Linked DNA regions of Mus musculus: region 1 is linked to region 2. The links are chromatin contacts, called in public promoter capture Hi-C maps. All regions are on one chromosome and are shown on one strand. The core of a region is the stretch at or near the end of the contact, and the rest is flanking DNA. Distances in the headings are between cores, read along the strand shown.

Region 1 (5,100 bases), core at 183-2,682, 2.3 Mb before region 2:
CACCCGTCCTAACTTTCATTTCCCTTCCTGGACTGAATGCCTGGAGCAAAGGGGAATGAAAAGGTGACGAATTCAAGTTTCACTCACACACACAAGTAAGGAATTAGGAAACTGTTAGAATGGTAGAAAGGCATCTTAAAAAAAAAAAAAAAAGACTGAGAAGAAAACCGAGTTTTCCCTAAGTAGGTAGGTGGCCTTGCTCACTACTTGTCCTGCCCTAATAATCGAGGTCGGAAAGGCAGAGGTTACAATGCAGTCTCTCCCCAATCCCAAGGTCTCTGGAAACATTTCCCAACCCTCCATCCCCAGGCCTGGCCCAGAAAATGAGGCCCTAGCAGTTACCCCATTTAATGTCAACTCATGATCAGAAAATACCCACCCCATCTCTTTCCAGAGGGGCTTTGGACCGGGATCCTCCCAATGGCCCCAAGCCGGGAAGCAGGACCGATGGGGCCTGGTCCCGGCGCCCCTCGCCGGCTCCAAACTTTCCCCAACTCCGGGCCCACCTGTCACGGACGGAGCGAGGGACAGCTCTCGGGGGCGCCCCGTAGGCTGCCGAGGCCTCCAGCTCCCCGGAGTCGCCTCTCCCGGCAGGCCGACCGCCACACTCCCAGGCCTGGGCCTGGTCCATCTTCGGCCCGGCCCCTCGGCGACCCCGCAGCCCTCGGGGAGCACCTCCCGCCTCGGCGCCCAGGAGCTGCGGCACGACGCCGGCCCGGGTCGCAGCCTCCTCGGGCCCTGGAGTGGGGCCCCCGGGACGGTTAATACCCCAGGCCCCGGCGCCCTTCCACGTCCAGGGGCTGAGCTTCTCACCTGCCGCCGCTGCCGCTCCACTCTCCTCTCGGGAGGGGCCCCGACCCGACCCGGCTGCTGACCGCTCCGCTCTCCCCCTGGGCAGGCCCGGGGCGGAGCCGGGGCCTCTCCTGAGCGCCGCAACCCCCCGCCCGGGCAGCCGCCGGCGGCGCCGGGCTCCACGACAGGGCGGGCGGGGGAGGGGGGCCACGGAGGCCGCAGATCCCCGAGCTCGCGTACGGAGCCAGGCGGCTGACGCGGGCCCGGGCCCGGGCGGCCGCCGGGGGGCGCGGGGCCGGCCTCCTGGCGCCGGACAAAGGCCAAGGGAGGCGCAGAAGGGTCTGGGTCGGGCCGAGAAGTGGGGGCCCGCTCGGCTGGGGGCCACTCGGGTGCGGCGCGGAGGGCGGGATGGGGGGGGGGTCGGAACCGCTAGTGCCCAGGACCCGCCTCCGGCCCCTTAATCCGGATCGGTTCGGTCCGGATTAGTAGTGATCGGTGTAAACACACTAGTGAAACCGCGTGTTTCCTCGCGAGATTTGCACGGCTGGGAGGCACGGGGGGGGGGTGTTCCTGGGGTGGGGGGGAGGTAGTGCCGGCCGTGGGGGAGGGGACGGGAAAGGTGTTGGGGGGAGGGTCGCTGCTGCCCCCGGAGCTCCGCCTCCTCCAATCAGCGGCCGCGCTGGCGGGCAGGGGTTAACCAGGGGACCCCGCACCGGCGGAACAGGCCGCGCCTGACAGGGCTGCTGAGGGCGGGCGGCTGGCGGCGCTTGCGGCCCCGCCTGCGACGTGAGGGGTGGTTGGTCGGCTCGGGGGCGCCGGGTAAGCGGCCGGGGCCGGAGCCTCGGGAGCCCGCCTTTGTGGAGACAGAGTCGGAGGCCGACGGTTGGGCTGCGCCTCAGGCCGCGGAGCAGCGTCGGAGCGGCGACCCGGCGGGACTGCCGCGCTCGCCCTGCCTCTCATCTACACACATTTTTTGGGGTGAGGAAAGAGGTTGCTCTGCCCAGCGATGGATCCGAGGAGAGAGCCCGGGAGCGGGGCAAGGGGTGTCACTGAGTTCGCGGTGCCCACCCGATGTCCGCCAGCCGGCCATCCCCCGCAGCCATGGTCCACGTCCCCAGACCCCACGCCACGCCACGCCACGCCACAGGCACGGAAAGCCGGCCGGCGGCTCTCGCCTTCCACGTACCTGACTGGCCTGGCGTCTCCAGGGACAAAGGTGTCCTGGGATCACAGCCGAGCCCTCACCAGCATGCCCCCCTCCAGAGCGGAGGTCGCTACCCGCCCCCCGGGGAACTCTCTCAAAGCACCTAGGGGGAGGTTCCATCTTAACCTCCGGTGACAAGATGGCCCTCCTGGGGTGCTGGGGGCCTGCTCTTCAGAGTGTCTGCTGAGAGGGTGAGCGCCTGCGACAGGAGGGCTTTCCTGCATGGGAAAGGGTTCCACCTCTGACCCCAGCGCCAAAGGGGGAAAAAGTCACTTTCTTCACCTAGTTTCACGAGCCAAGACACGGACTTCAAAGTAACGACTCAGCTTTTTGTTTTCTTCTGATGCTTCCTTGACCAGATGTCTGAACGTGTCTGAAGGACTACAAGGGAATCACAAGAGAAACATTCAAGCTTTTACACAGCCGGCTTGAACTTTTCCAGGCGTTGGCAAGTACTCCAAAGTAGAATTCTGTTATTATTAATTTTTCCACATATTGACTGGACAGAGACCTGCCAAATGGGCAAAGGATGATAATTCCTTTTTGTACATTCTCCATCCTTCAGAACTCAAGTAGAAAAACTCAAATTGGGAGTCATCTTCCAGATCCCAGGCTGCTTGGAAAGATGAACGTTTTGAAGGGAAGAGGGGAAGAGCAAGTCAGGAGCAAAGGGTAGGGAAAGGGGGCAAGGAGGAGCCCCCAGAATGCAGTCAGTCTCAAGCATGAAAATGATGAACAAAAGGAGTGCACTGTGGCTCCTCAAGTCTGCACAGTGGGAAAACAAAGACAGTTCTTTGATTATAGTGAGATCAAGAAAATAACACCCACATTCCCATAACTTGGGAGACTGAGATGAAACAAGATTGCCAGCCTGGGTATCTTAAGACCAAAAGAAAGGGGCCTGGAGAGATGACTCCGTGGTTAAGATTGGCACTGTTCTTGGGTTTGCTCCAAAACATCTACACCCGTAAGGCTTCCATGGACAGTGCGTTCATGTGCACACACAGACATAATTAAAAATAAATCTGAAAAGAATATGGCCTGCAACTGACTATGCAGCATGGGCTGGCCTTAGGTGGTGGGTCCTTCGACCTCTTTCAGAGTTCTGGGATTACAGGCATGCAGCCACTATACACAGCCTAAAAATAACTCCTTAAATAACACTAGAGTGTCATAAATTAGGAGAGGAGACCAGAAGAGAAAGAGAAATGGACAGTTGAAACTGAGTTCTTCCAGCTGGTCCACAAACAAGTTGTCTGGGCCAATTATCTAATCGTTTCAAGTTTCACCAACCTTGTGCTAGAGCTAGAGGATTCCCAGTGCCCTTTCTAGACCACAGGTCCCATTTTCAGCTTTTTGTTTTGATAAAAGGTCTAATGTATAGCTGAGGCTAACCTAGATCTCCCACTGGCTGAAGATACTGTCAAACTTCTGGTCCTCCTGCTCCTGCTTTCCAAGAGCTAGGATTAATTATAAGCTAGGCAAGCAGTCTACCAACTGAACTACATTCCAAGCACACAGACTCACCTTTATCTGTTTTCAGAGAGTCTCACTATGTAGCCAAGATTGTTCTAAATTCTCAGTCCTTTTGTCCCAGGCCCTAGGAGCTGGCAGTATAGGCATATGCCCTGATGCCTGTTTCCTGAGTGCAGTTTTAAAGGAACCATTTGAAGACAGATGAAATTTTTAGTTTCACCTTTTTGGGGGGGAAGATGGGGGGTCAAGACAGGGTTTCTCTGTGTAGCCCTGGCTGTCCTGAAACTCATAGAGATCCGCCTGCCTCTGCCTCCCGAGAGCTGGGATTAAAGGCGAATGCCACCACTGCCCAGCAATTTTAATTTTCTATAAATGAAGCTTTATGTCTTTTTTTTCCTGCTATTTTGTGTGAGTTCTTCATGGATTCTCCCTCTGTTTCCTAACAGTAGGATCTTTTCTGGCTCAGCTTAGCTTCCCTGGCTCACCAGCCTTTCTTTTCACTGTTCATTCTCTTCACCAACTGCCTTCTCCTCTCTAGTCCTTCTCAGTCTCCTTTCTTCTGTACCAACTGTCTTCTCTAACCCTACTCTCTGACCCTTCTCTCTTCCTACTCCTCTGACTCTTGGACCCTACTCTCTGTCTCCTGAAGTCCAAGAGTTAACTGACACAAAAGGTCATAGGGTCAAGCAGTTCTAACGGCTAAGCATTTCCAAAGAGTCAGTTGACTAGCCATTGGGGATCCTTTAAAGGGCCAGGCACACAAAATAAATCGTACTACATATAGGTGTCAAGGAAAGTCATACCACCCAAGTGTGCTCACTCTAGGCTTAACAGCTGTTCCAATAGAAACTACTTAGAAAAATTGGAGACTTTCTTATTTTAAGCATCATATAATTCAAAATATACTAGCCAGGCCTAGTGGCGCATGCCTCTGATGCCAAGCACTCAAGAGGCAGAGACAGATCTTTGAGTTTGAGGCCAGCCTTAACTATATATAGCTCCAGGACTACACAAAGAAGCTCTGGCTCAAAAAAAATATAATAAAAATAACAGGCAAGAAAATAGATTTTTCTCAGAAAAATTTTTGTAACATTTATAACCTTGGTTTCAGGGATCAATTTATGTAAACAGTGTTTGGTCATGTGAAGTAGCCTGTTTGAGAATGGCAAGTGATGCTATGTCCTGTATAAGAATCCAGTTCCCATCAGCTATGAAAAACTTAAACATAGATGGAACCAGATTTTGGTTTTAGAGAAATAAAGGAAAAGTTTTCCAAATTCATGTTAAAGTCAGAGAATCACACATCCCCTGGTCATACTCGAGACTAGCTGTAGTTTTCTCCACAGTGTGTTGTGCTGATTTCTCTGTAGGTTAATAATGAATCAAAGGGCCTGGCGTGGTGGCGCAGGCCTTTAATCCCAGCACTTGAGAGGCAGAGGCAGGCGGATTTCTGAGTTCGAGGCCAGCCTGGTCTACAAAGTGACAGCCAGGGCTATACAGAGAAACCCTGTCTCGAAAAACCAAAAAAAAAAAAAAAAAAAGAATCAAAGGAAGAGGAAAGGTTGCTTTGACAAAGAAACTGGGGAAATCTGGGTTAAACTTATGCAGACTCTTTGATTGTACTTCAT
Region 2 (4,803 bases), core at 1,660-4,159:
TTCTGTTTTCAACAAATTTATTCTCTTCCTAAGCTTGGTTATCCTGGAACTTGCTCTGTAGACTGACTTTGAACTCAGAGATTTGCATGCTTGTTTCCTAAGCATGGGATTAAAGGTGTGGTTCACCATGCCTGAATTTTAAGTTTTTTTCTATTTGGAACTTGCTCTGTACCAGGGTGGCTTTAAACTTAGAAATCTGCTTGTCTTTGCCCCTCCTGGCTTGTACTACCATGCCTGAAACCGAATTTAGCTGGGTGGGATTTCAAGCCAAGTTCACCACTCCCTTAATTCGATTTAATATCCTTGAACACAGGATTCAGCTTCATTTCACTTCCTGGTGCCCCTTTAATACCACATATTTTATACCTTTCCTTTCTAAGCTTGCTATGCTTGTTCAAAATGTTCTTCATGAGACTTAACCAAAGAACAAAGTCCCCACTGGGCTTTTTGAGACTTACTTTGTCAATGCAATTAATATAAATCTCTTTACCTTAGCCTCACCATAGACTCTTCAGACAAGGGCAAAAGCGGCCACATTCTTCACCAAAATATCACAGAAATAGTCTCTAGGCCACACACTGAAATTCTTCTCCACTGAAACCTCTTAGGCCAGGTCTACACAGTTCAAATCACTCTCAGCAACAAAGTCTCCCATATTCCTACTAGGATAGCCCATTAAGCACCACTTTAAGCATTCCACTGATGTCCAAATCCAAAGTCCACATTCTTACAAACAAAAGCATGGTCAGGCCTATCTCAGCAGTACCGAGTATGGTTCCTCATACCAACTTCTGTCTTAGGGTTTTACTGCTGTGAACAGACCCCATGACCAAGGCAACTCTTTTTTTTTTTAATTTATTTATTATATGTGAGTACACTGTAGCTGTCTTCAGACACTCCAGAAGAGGGCATCAGATTTCATAACAGATGGTTGTGAGCCACCATGTGGTTGCTGAGATTTGAACTCAGGACCTTCAGAAGAGCAGTCGGTGCTCTTAACCTCTGAGCCATCTCACCAACCCCCCTTTTTTTGTGGTTTTTCGAGACAGGGTTTCTCTGGCTGTCCTGGAACTCACTCTGTAGACCAGGCTGGCCTCGAACTCAGGAATCCGCCTCTGCCTCCCAAGTGCTGGGATTAAAGGCATGTGCCGCCACGCCCGGCTCCAAGGCAACTCTTATAAGGACAATATTTACTTGGGGCTGGCTTACAGGTTCAGAGGTTCAGTCCATTATCCTCAAGGTGGGAGCATGACAGCATCTAGGCAGGCACGCCTCAGGAGGAGCTGAGAGTTCTACCTTTTCATCTGAAGGTGGCTAGGAGAATACTGACTTCCAGGAAGCTAGGACATGGGTCTTAAACCCAGGCCCACAGTGACACATTTACTCCAAGGCCACACCTTCAAATAGTGCCACTCCCTGGACCAAATATATTCAACTCACTATACCCAGCATGTTTTAACTATACCCTGTATCATCTTATGTTATTATTAGTTATTAATTCTCTTCTCCCCCACCTCTGTCCCTTTTCAGGAACTCCCTATAGTTCAGGCTGATCTAGTATTTACCATGTACATGAAGCTGGCTTTGAACTTGTAACATTTTCCCTCTCCTGCCTTGGCATGTATCACAATCCCCACCTGTGATAAATATCTAAGTTTTTCCTATAGACTGGGAGCTCTGTATATCACATATCACTGTAACCTCTGAACCTGTCATAACAATCGTTGAATGAATCTGAGAACACCTAGTGCCATTTTATTGAACATCTACAAGGTGCGTTATTCACATTACGTTTTTTTTTTTTTTTTTAATTTTTACTTATGGGGATTTAGCTCAGTGGTAAAGAAAAGGCCTTGGGGGCTAGAGAGATGGCTCAGCGGTTAAGAGCACTGACTGCTCTTCCAGAGGTCCTGAGTTCAATTCCCAGCAACCACATAGTAGCTCACGACCATCTGTAATGCTCTCTTATGGTGTGTCTGAAGAGAGCAACAGTGTACTCATATACATTAAAAAATAAATAAATAAAATGAAAGACCAAGCAAACTTCACTCACTCAAAAGAAAAGGCCTTGGGTTTGGTTCTCAGCTTGGGGTGTGTGTGTGTGTGGGGACGTTTAGGGCGCAAAAAAACAAAACAAAACAAAAACAAAAACAAAAAAACCAGATTTACAGTAAGCGAGGAGGGAACTTCTTTACCAGGAAGCTATCATTAAACAACTGTTCCTTTTGGAGACGGAGAAGGCAAGAGTATTCAGTGTTCTTGTATCTTTGTACTAACCCTAACTTCATGTAATTTTGTTGTTTTTGTCCTCACTAAACTAAGTGTGGTGAATAAATAATTTGAGTCAAGTTATCCAGTATTAAATGACTCTACTAGCTTGTTCACAGTTGTGGTGAAAGAAACCCTACAGTAACCTTTACATGCCCCAGACTTGCTCACAACGCCACCATGAGGACAGTTTACTTGAGAGAGAGATCGAGTAAAGTTCTCATGTAGCTCAGGCTGGCCTGGAACGCTCTACCTGGAGGGTGGCTGGTTTCGAACTCAAATAGATCCGCCAGCCTTTGCCTTCTGCGTGATGGGATTAAAGGCACGAGCCACTCTGAATTGGAGGGTGCCTATTTAAGCCACAAAAGCAGGTTTTAAATTCTGTCGAATGTGTGGTCGCTGTAACCGCTGCTGAACTCAGCCCACAGACCACAGAGACGGGGCAGGCCCCCTGGTTACACTGCTAGAGACTCGATTCTGGTGGCAATTCCGCTCCGTCCGGTTTGATTTGGCCAAAGAAACCCAAGGCGCGCAAGAGAACTAGTGCGCAAGCGCACCCCCGGCTGTCTTTGTTACTTAGGAAACAGCCAATCAGCGAGCCGGGCGGTGACCAATGAGAAGCGCGGATGAGCGGACCGGCTAGTTTGAACGCGCCGCGCCGGAAGAAGGTTGGTTCGGTGGAATCGGGTGTGGGGGAGCTCTCTCCTGAATCCGAGGGCTCCTGTCCGAGGCGGAGGGACGCGTAAGCGACCCCCGACACCAGCACCGGGAACCGACGAGAGGTAGGCTTTGGTCGACGGTGGGGCGGCCCCGCGGGCTCGGTGCAGAGCTGTCGTTTGCGCGGGCTCGCTGCAGTTGTCTGGAACCCGAATCAGCACTTGTTTGGGCAGGTCAGGGACGAGTAGGAGGGCACTTCCTTTACACCGAGAATGCAGCCGATCGTGATCTCTGCGTCCCACGGTCCGGGGCCCATATTAAGTCCTCTCATGTATACCCGGTCCTTTGAAAGGTGCACCCGGCTCCGTAGCAGCTACCCCTCCTCGTGTGGGAGGTGGAATTGGGTCTTTCTACAGGTCAGAATTGGAGATCTGGGACGCCCGGCAGGAGAGAATGGGAGAACCACTCCGCTCCTCTTGTCAGAGCTGATTACGCGGCTGTGTGTGTACCGAGGGAGGCAGCTTGGTTACTGGGACACTCCTAAACACTGGCGAGCATGAAAGAAAACCAGGCCTCTATTAGTACCAGGATGATCGAGTCTTTTAGCCTTGGACATTTGAGCTACTGTGACAAGTACAAGGTAGAGCCTGTTTTGTGCCAAAGAACTTAAAATACTGGTTTGTGTTGGTTTTGGTGGTTCAGTGCATCATAGGGAAATGATGTATCATATAACTTTACCAGCGGTGTCTAATATTTGTTGGGCACTTAAAAACCGAATGCCATTCAAGCTTAACACAAACCTGGTGAGACAGATAATTAAAAAATATTACAATTTGCATGTTGAGAAACGGAGGCACAGAGTGTAGTTAAGCTTGACTTGGGAGGACATATATAATTTTACTTTTGTGGATGAGCTTTTTGTTGTTAACAGCGCTTCCTTCAATGTCCCTATCCTATTTCTTCCATGCCTATTTCATTATGGAACCATGCCCTCTGCCAGTCAGGATTTTAAGGCATCTCATTCTCCATTACTTTGTTTTTATCTAATTTCGCTCCATTTGTACCTTTTTTTCTCTCATGGTCTAGAGATCAAACCTAGCCCTAATACCTTTTTTTTAAAAAAAAGTATAGAAGCATCATATTATTAGAGACATTTGCAAAGCTTTTCTCTTATCTAGTGACACAGCAACTGAAATTATCATAATATTGTATAAACTATATTCTCTCTCCACAAACAGTTAAGTTATAAATACAAACTAGGCATAGTAAAATAATCCCAGCCCCTGAGAGAGAGGCAGAGGAGAAGAGTCTCTGAGTTTAAGGCCAGTTGTATTGAGACTCTTTCAAAACACCACACACACACACACACACACACACACACACACACAAATACAAATGAAAAATTGAATTCACACTTGGGAATTTAAAACAAAAATACACTGAAGTCAGTTAAATAGATCATAATTATAGTTAAAAGAGAGCTGGCATGGGGTTAGGGGTGTGAGCTAGTGGCAAATGCTTCCCTGGTATGCACTGAGGCCTGAGTTTAGTTCTCAGCACCCTCACCACGGTCCTCCCAAAATAGAAGCTATAGAAATTTTTAGTTGGTGTGAGGTCAATGAGGTGATTAAATTAGCTTAAAATTTACCTTCACACAAATGAAAACAAACAAACAAACACTCAATTCCCAGATATTTACAGTCAATTAGAAAAGCAAACCTTTTCTTTCCATCTTAAGAGTCTAGATTTTATTTTGAACGCGATTAAAATTACAAGTCTACCCTTTTTATAGGTGTGCTTGTAAAAACCTCATCTAAAACCTCAGGAACCAGAAAGTAGCATGTTCAAGGTCCTAAGTTCAGTCCTCTGCACTGCCAG

What was found. Promoter capture Hi-C pulls out the DNA fragments that hold promoters and counts their contacts.
Region 1: a promoter capture Hi-C map of pre-B cells shows a contact between it and region 2, with 2.3 times the contacts expected there. The contact joins the promoter of 1700052K11Rik here to the promoter of Kif18b in region 2. A contact is called at or near these places in 2 of 39 promoter capture datasets (liver and pre-B cells).

The regions. Positions count from the first base shown.
Region 1 is chr11:105,177,765-105,182,864 of GRCm38.p6, reverse strand. 1700052K11Rik (RIKEN cDNA 1700052K11 gene) reads left to right here and starts at 1,432. Exons shown (of 1, transcript NR_027956.1): 1 at 1,432-3,845. Tlk2 (tousled-like kinase 2 (Arabidopsis)) reads right to left here and starts at 1,338. Exons shown (of 22, transcript NM_001112705.2): 1 at 814-1,338.
Region 2 is chr11:102,923,230-102,928,032 of GRCm38.p6, reverse strand. It overlaps Kif18b (kinesin family member 18B), which reads left to right and starts at 2,909. Exons shown (of 16, transcript NM_197959.2): 1 at 2,909-3,050.